2 separate regions of the Zea mays genome follow, and region 2 is linked to region 1. Evidence: chromatin contacts called from public Hi-C data. All regions are on one chromosome and are shown on one strand. Each heading gives the region's core, a stretch centred on a gene start, on an enhancer-like site or on the middle of the called end of the contact. The rest is flanking DNA. Distances are from core to core; before and after follow the strand shown.

Region 1 (3,802 bases), core at 706-3,205:
TATATATATATATATATATATATATATATATATCGTTAAGCAATCAAGTATATACCTTACTATAATTTAAGGCAAATCTAACTAAATGAATGGTCTGTATACGTTTTGAAACACTGTAGCAACTGGGGGCTGATGTATTAGCACTTTCTTGGTTACAAACACTATAGGAGAAATACCATAGGCAACTATACACGGAAGTGGATTGTGCTGCAAGTTTTGCTTCAGAAAAAAAAACATGGAACCTCCCTTGCAACCTTGTGTACCACGTTGTCGACACAGTGATAGAGCGCATACCTCCATGGTCTGTTGCAAAATAGGACACACCAGGACAGCCAGAATCCGAAGATACATCCAGCAACCACAAAGCAACATAACCACACAGCACCTCTCTGTTGTCGTCGTCGTCTTGGCTTTTCTCGTCATTGTGCCTCGCTGCATCTGCACATTCTTGCAAAGGGAAACCGCATGGCCCCAAGTTGTTGCCGTAGATTGATGGGTCAACCAGCGTCCGCAGCTGATCATCTGCCGGTATCCTTCCCGACAGCCGATTGTTCGGAAGGTTCAGAGGGCTAAGAGCTTTCAGGTCTGCAAAGCCCGGAGGAGTCTCCCCTTCCAGTTGATTCAACGATAGGTCCAGGGATTCCAGCAGCGCCAAGTTTCCATTGTCTCCGGGGATATCACCTGGGAGGAGGTGGTTTCTTGACAAGTTCAGGTACCTGAGTCCACGGAGGTTCGTGACTCGTGAGCCCTTCAGGAATCGTTTGCGAGAGCAAATTGCACGACAAGTCAATAGCCATGATGGATGCTATCATCTTGCTGTACGCATAGTTCTCGTTCTTCCAGAATCCAGACTAGCTGGAGCCTGGAGCTGCTCGGAGCACGCGAAGAAATAAACGATCTCCTCCCCATGTTCCTGCTGCTGTGCCATGCCGGTAAAATTCGCGAAGTCGACAGGTATGGGACCGGTGAGCCTGTTGTGTGATAGATCTAGTAGCTGAAGCTGGGTGAACTGGAAAATCTGCTGGGGTAATGGGGTATACTTCCACTGAGCATGTTCGACGACAGGCGAAGGAATGTGAGCTGCGGCATGCTGTAGGCAATCCAACCAGGTATTTCGCCGGTGAAACCGTTGCCGCCAAGATCTAGCGTTATGAGCTCATAACAGTTTCTGGTGATCAAGGGAAGGTTGCCTTCGAAATGGTTGTTGGCTAGGTGTAGAGACCAGAGCGTGGGGCTAGATGAGCTGGACGACGGAGCTACGCCTACGCTGTTGAAAGAGTTGCTGGACAGATCCATGAGCAGTCTAGAGTCTGGGAGATCTCCGTGTATAGTAGGGCGTTGTTTGACAGGTCTAGGATCTTGAGGAAGCTAGCACTACGCCACTACAGAGTAATGTCGGCATGGTGCCGGTGATGTCGTTGGAGGAAAGGGCGAGGATCTCAATTTCGGGGAACGAAACAGCGTGGTGGTGGTAAGAAGGTCGTGTGCTTGTCCAGTCAGGCCGGCTACAGTTTGACAGGTCGAGTGAGAAGAGTCTGGAAAAGTTCCTGAATGTTAGAGGCAACGAGCCCGACAAATGGTTCAAGCTCAGACTCAGTTGAAGGATCTGAGGGAAAAAATTTATCGGCGAGAAATTTCCGAGAAAACCGAAAATCGCGATTATCAAAAGAAAATCGAAAATCGCGGTTACCGGTAGAGTCCGGTTTTTTTCCTTCCCGCTCAAAATTTTCATCTCTTTGAATTCAGCCGGTCTAATCATGTTCGTATGTATTTAGGTTGTGAATAAAAGGCCCAAAACACTACTCATATATAAAAATGGAACCCTAAATCATCTACAGCCGTCACCTGCTCCTTCACCAGCCAGCCGCCGCGGCGCCGTCCAGCTTCAGAGCTTCTCCCTGTGCGGCTGTGCTGCTGCATTTGTACTTCCGTGCAGCTCCTCCTTGTACGGATGTGCTGTTGGCCTGCTGCACGCCTGCACTAGTTCTTCACGTGCGCCCTCCACAAGACAGGTACAGGCATACAACACTACTGTATTTCTTGTATAGCTTGCTGCATTTCACTTGGTGATCTATTCTACTGTCTGCTGCGCAAGGGAGGCTAGCAGCAAGCGTCGGACAACGACGAGCTAGGTGAAGGAGTAGGCACTGTCCCTGGACAGCGAAGATGAAGTGCACGTGGTTGACCATCCTATTGAGCGTTGTGTTGTTACTCATGTAGAGAAAGGAAAGACCATGGCTGATGCCAACACATCTTCTAGTGGTGCTGATGTGGTGCTTGATTGACATGATAATTGCTTTCATAATGACCTTACTTTTGTTTTCTATGTCATGATTGTACAGGTCCTACCATGATATCCATTATTAATTTTATGATCTTTTACAATGGGCGCATGTTCTTCCACGAGTCAGTAAATGCAACTGGTCTAATTTAAAATTTTGATTATATCTATGGAATTATTTCTAATGTGGTTGCTGATATTGGGATAAGCATGTTGTTCAGATCATCACTGATAATGGCTCAAACTATGAAATGATCTGTCAAGACTTCACAACAAAATATCCATATATCACATACCATAAATTTAATGTTCAAGGATATAGGACGATTTCCTAATGTTGCAGAAGTAGTGAATAGTGCAACGAGAATTTGTAGATTCTTCTATAATCATAATAGGTGATAGTTCAATTCTGTTTTGTCATATTTCATTGTTGTTTTGTCATAATTCATATCCATTGCTGCTTTTCATAATTTATTGTTATTTTTATTGTAGGTTACATGCTATGATGCGAGAGAAAATTGGTGGAGAGCTAGTTTGGTGGAACACAACTAGGTTCGGTACTGTTTTTATTTTCCTGCAGAGTTTTTTGGACAGAAAAGATAAATTTAAGTTGTGGATGGCATCACCTGATCAGCTGATTGGGAGAACTGTAAGTGGGCTGGTGAAGAAGATCATGACTTCACATATGATTGTTTGACAACAAATAAATGGTGGACTAACATGGAAAAGATTTTGAAAGTTGTGTCATCAATCTACTTTGTACTTTGTTTAGCTAATCAACAGAAGAGTGTGTCTGTTGGTCCTTGTTCTCAAATGTTATACATGAAGAACAAGACAACACAATTGTCAATAATTAGAGACATTCGTCCTCTGAAACATTATCTCGTTTTGGATATAATGGTTTTCAAACGAAGGTCATGAAGGTCGTACCTTCATCATCTCAGTGAATAAATATAAATAAAAGTACATGAAATACAAAACAGTATAAATAATGATTATAAATCAGTAAGCTATTTATATTCTCATTTTATAAACATTGATAAACATCAATAATATTTGTATTACATTTATACCTTCGACTTGCCAGAGGGTGAGGATGAGAGAGTGACGTATGAGCGATTACAATCCAGCGTGAACAGTACGGGAGTACTATTCATCTATTTATAGGCATGGATATAACCCGGACAAAATTACATTCATGTCCCTGATTACTAATTGTAATCATAATGCGAACTATTAAGGACTAGATAGTCTATTCCTCCTTAAGTCGGTATCGTCCTTCGCCTTCATCATAATACTAAGTCGAAGCTCCTTCAGTCATAGCTTCGGCTTCTGTTCGCATCATCTTCGGGTTATATCTTCATGTCGCGTATACCTTTGTAGTATTTTGCCGAAGGTGTTTTTGCTTTGAGGACCTTCGGCGGGAAAGAAGACTCTCAACAAGTACCTTCTCCAACTTTGTGTAATTTTTCTTTGAAGGGCTGAGTACTTCGGAAACGAAGTATACCGGTGCTTGGTTTT
Region 2 (3,802 bases), core at 574-3,073, 190 kb after region 1:
CAGAAGGCAAGAATTGCCTTCCTGGATTGCTCTCAACGGCTCCTAGCTGCCTTGGGGCTATAAAAGGGACCCCTAGGCGCATGGAGGAGAATACCAAGCATTTCTTGAGCATTGTTGATCATTCACTCTTCATTCTTGCGCACTTATTCGACATTCTTAGTGATTTGAGCTCCGTTCTAGTGTGAAACTCGTGATAGTCTCTTGAGCTCAAGTCTGGGTCTTGTGTGTGTGTATTTGCTGTGATCTTTGTGTCTTGTGTGAGTTGCTCATCCCTCCCTTACTCCGTGCTTCTTTGTGAACATCTTTGTAAGGGCGAGAGACTCCAAGTTGTGGAGATTCCTCGCAAGCGGGATAAAGTAAAGCAAAGCAAAACACCGTGGTATTCAAGTAGGTCTTTGGACCACTTAAGAGGGGTTGATTGCAACCCTCGTCCGTTGGGACGCCACAACGTGGAGTAGGCAAGTGTTGGACTTGGCCGAACCACGGGATAAACCACTGTATCTATCTGTGTTGATCTTCTTGTGATTATTGTGCTTTGCTAAGACTCCTCTCTAGTCACTTGGCATTATTTGTGCTAACTCCTAATCTAGTTTTGTGAGTTAAATATCAAGTTTTTACAGGATCACCTATTCACCCCCCCTCTAGGTGCTCTCAGCGCCGGTCTGGACCAGGTCGCAGGGGTGGTCGTCTAGGGCTTGCTCTAACTATTTGAAGCTAAGGGCTCCTAATATACCTACCATATATATATATATATATATATATATATATATATATATATATATATATATATATATATATATATATATATATATATATATATATATATATATATATATATATATATTATAATTTAGTTTTATTTGAAAATTTAAAAAAAAAGGAAAACTTTCGCTGGCGGCCAAATAAAGAAAGCCGACAGTGGATATGATATTTTCACTGTCGGTTTCTTTAAGAAAAACGTCAGTAAAAATAAGCCAGTGTAAATAGCTCTAGGACCGTCACTATAAAGCTTATGTGTACTAGTGTCAGTGAGTAACTGCAAATACTTCTTTTTTTTGCCTCACCTCGAATCCGTTTTTAACGCCTCGTCGCTCTTTGTATGACCATATTTACGTGATATACATGCATTCACATGGATGCTCATTTCATAGCCCCCTCTCTCTCTTTACATGGTCCTACAACACAACTACAACACACACACCAAACTCTCAAAGGCCGGACGCCAATGACATTGCAGTGTGCAACGCAAGTCTTTGTTGGCGTCATTGTCTTGCCGACGCGTCACGTACGTACAGTAGTAGGACACGTTGCGCGCCCACGCCACACCACACCACGTACAACCGATGCCAACGGCCAACCTAAGGAAGAAGTCGAATGATTGTACTGATACGATACGAGACTGAATTCTCTTTGGTTTTTTTCCCCGATTTTGATTTTTAGTACGACTAGTTTAAAAACTTAAATCTCCTCTAAGATTCTATTCTCGGATACGTATTGAGTGTGTTTCCCATGTTTGACAGCAAAGAAATAGAGGGGATTACTGCTAAATAAGCCCTTCATGAGATGCTACATATAAATTGCAATATTTATAAAAAAAAATAAAAGTAAAATAGAAGGCTAAAAATAAAGATTTTTTTGGAGATACTCTTAGACTGAAGCATCGAGGAGGGCCGCATGCAATAGAGAATTGATGGGCCGAAGGTTACTGTACCTTTCCAGCGGGGCAGAGCCGCACAGTTCTCTCCCCCGGCTATATACACGCGCGCGAGCAGCTCTATAAATTCAGCCAGTCCAAGGCTAGGACGAGATCAGTTGGTAGTTCACCAGAGTTCACAAAAAAATCACAAGCAAGCAGTTGCGGGTGTAGCTCGCAACAATGGCGACGAACCCCGGCCTCTTCACCGAGTGGCCGTGGAAGAAGCTCGGCAACTTCAAGGTAGCTCCCGCCTCCCGGCCCCGGGGCCCCGTCTCAATAACCTGCGTGCGTACGTCCATGGCACAGAGCGGGGGAGAAGGTGAAGGAAAATTAGCAAGTCGTCTTCTGCTCACCGGCGGCGTGCCATGCCATGGCAATCTTGGGCGCACGGTATATGGCCATGAGCGCGCAGTGTCGGAACATGCATGCACGCATGGACTTGCTATACATACATGCATGCACCGGCAGCCGTGAGACCATCTGTGCATGAGTCTTATGCTCCTGTGCATCTCATGTTCCGGCCGACCCATGAGCATGGAAGGAAGCCACCAAAAGTTCATTAATTTGATAGGTCGCGTGTGCATGGCTGATCGACTCTCCTACAGTTCTTTTGTCTTTTGTTTTTACTTCCTGAGAATTCATGGAGTCAATTCGCTAGCCTACAGATCAAGGTCGAGGTCTCGGTCGAGCAGTGTGTGCTGTGTGCCAATCGTTGTCATGGTGGCTGATGACGTACGCTCGTGTGTGTGTGTGTGTGTGTGCATGCACGCAGTACCTGCTGCTGGCGCCGTGGGTGGCGCACGGCGGCTACCTAGCGGCGACCAAGGGGTGGAGGGCGGCCGACCTGGGGTACGTGGCCATCCTCCCGTCGCTGCTCCTCCGGGCGCTGCACAACCAGGCGTGGATCACGGCGTCCCGCCTGCAGAGCGCGCGCGGCCGGCGGCAGGTCGTGGACCGCGGCATCGAGTTCGAGCAGGTGGACCGCGAGCGCAACTGGGACGACCAGATCCTGCTCAGCGGCATCCTCCTGTACCTGGGCTCCACCTACCTGCCGGGGGGCCAGCACCTGCCGCTGTGGCGCGCGGACGGCGCCGCGCTCATCGCGCTGCTGCACGCCGGCCCCGTCGAGCTCGTCTACTACTGGCTGCACCGCGCGCTGCACCACCACTTCCTCTACTCCCGCTACCACTCCCACCACCACGCCTCCATCGTCACCGAGCCAATCACCTGTAAGCAGAAAGCTTCATTTCAATAGTAATTAATACGCCGGCCAAATCGACGACCTGCTAGCTGCCACTAATCAGTCATATGCAAGGTGTCCTCGACCTCAAGCTTAGCTATCGTACACGTACCACGACGGAGTCAATTTATCTCATTTGCATTCTGAGTGAAACAAATAGGTTTAAACCATTATATTTTGAATTACAGACTTCGAACTACCTCCATCCTGAAAAAGGGTGAACACTTCAAGTCCTTAGTCCACCGTCTAAGAGGTTTGTCGGGTTCTTTTTAGTCACCCTCATTAAACTTTAAGGAGTGTTTGAATGCAATATACAAATTAGCTAATAGCTGAATTATTATTTAGCCAGTTTGAATGTCTTTAGCTAATTTTAGCAGCTAACTATTAGCTTTAATACATTCAAACATCTCCTTTAGTCCGTAGAAATCGTATTTGAAAGATCTATTTTAGTCACCCCATTTGGTATTTTAGGGTACACTAAAGTTTAGTAGGTGGCAACGAAACAGCCCCTAAAATACGACCAGATTTTTATGTAAAAGAGCATCAATATTTAAAGCACCAAATAAATATACAGCATCAAATATATCCTATAATGAATCTGATGACATTTATTTGCTATCATGAATAATACCAAATACTCTATGCGAGACTAACATGGCTTTGGCATGGTCCCGACATCGATCGACATCCAGAGTTCGGTTGTCACGTTCCAGTCTAGTGCCTGCATGCAACAAAGACAAAGACCTTTCGAAGGATTTTTACTGACCAGCTGAGTCGGCCAGTACTGGCCGATTAGTAAGGACGAGCAAATCCGGGGACCATTGGAAAGCCAAGCTGCTCAGTTGCTGCATGCAGCATGCCTACAG

Evidence for each region. A called contact is a pair of places that touch in the nucleus more often than the background predicts.
Region 2: a contact with region 1 is called in a Hi-C map of ear, with 3 times the contacts expected there. The contact joins the promoter of LOC100280261 here to the enhancer-like site in region 1. A contact is called at or near these places in 3 of 25 Hi-C or Micro-C datasets (ear, leaf and tassel).

What each region holds. Positions count from the first base shown.
Region 1 is chr5:30,993,021-30,996,822 of Zm-B73-REFERENCE-NAM-5.0, forward strand. No RefSeq gene overlaps it. Among protein-coding and RNA genes, the nearest start is that of LOC100382215, 97 kb to the left of the region's middle. Within about 2 kb of position 1,956, at least 4 of the 20 cell types and tissues checked have an H3K27ac peak or open chromatin away from gene starts, as enhancers often do. A contact at or near this core is called in ear, where this site is marked.
Region 2 is chr5:31,182,674-31,186,475 of Zm-B73-REFERENCE-NAM-5.0, forward strand. LOC100280261 reads left to right here and starts at 1,824. Exons shown (of 9, transcript NM_001153189.1): 1 at 1,824-1,936; 2 at 2,469-2,925. The coding sequence starts at 1,877.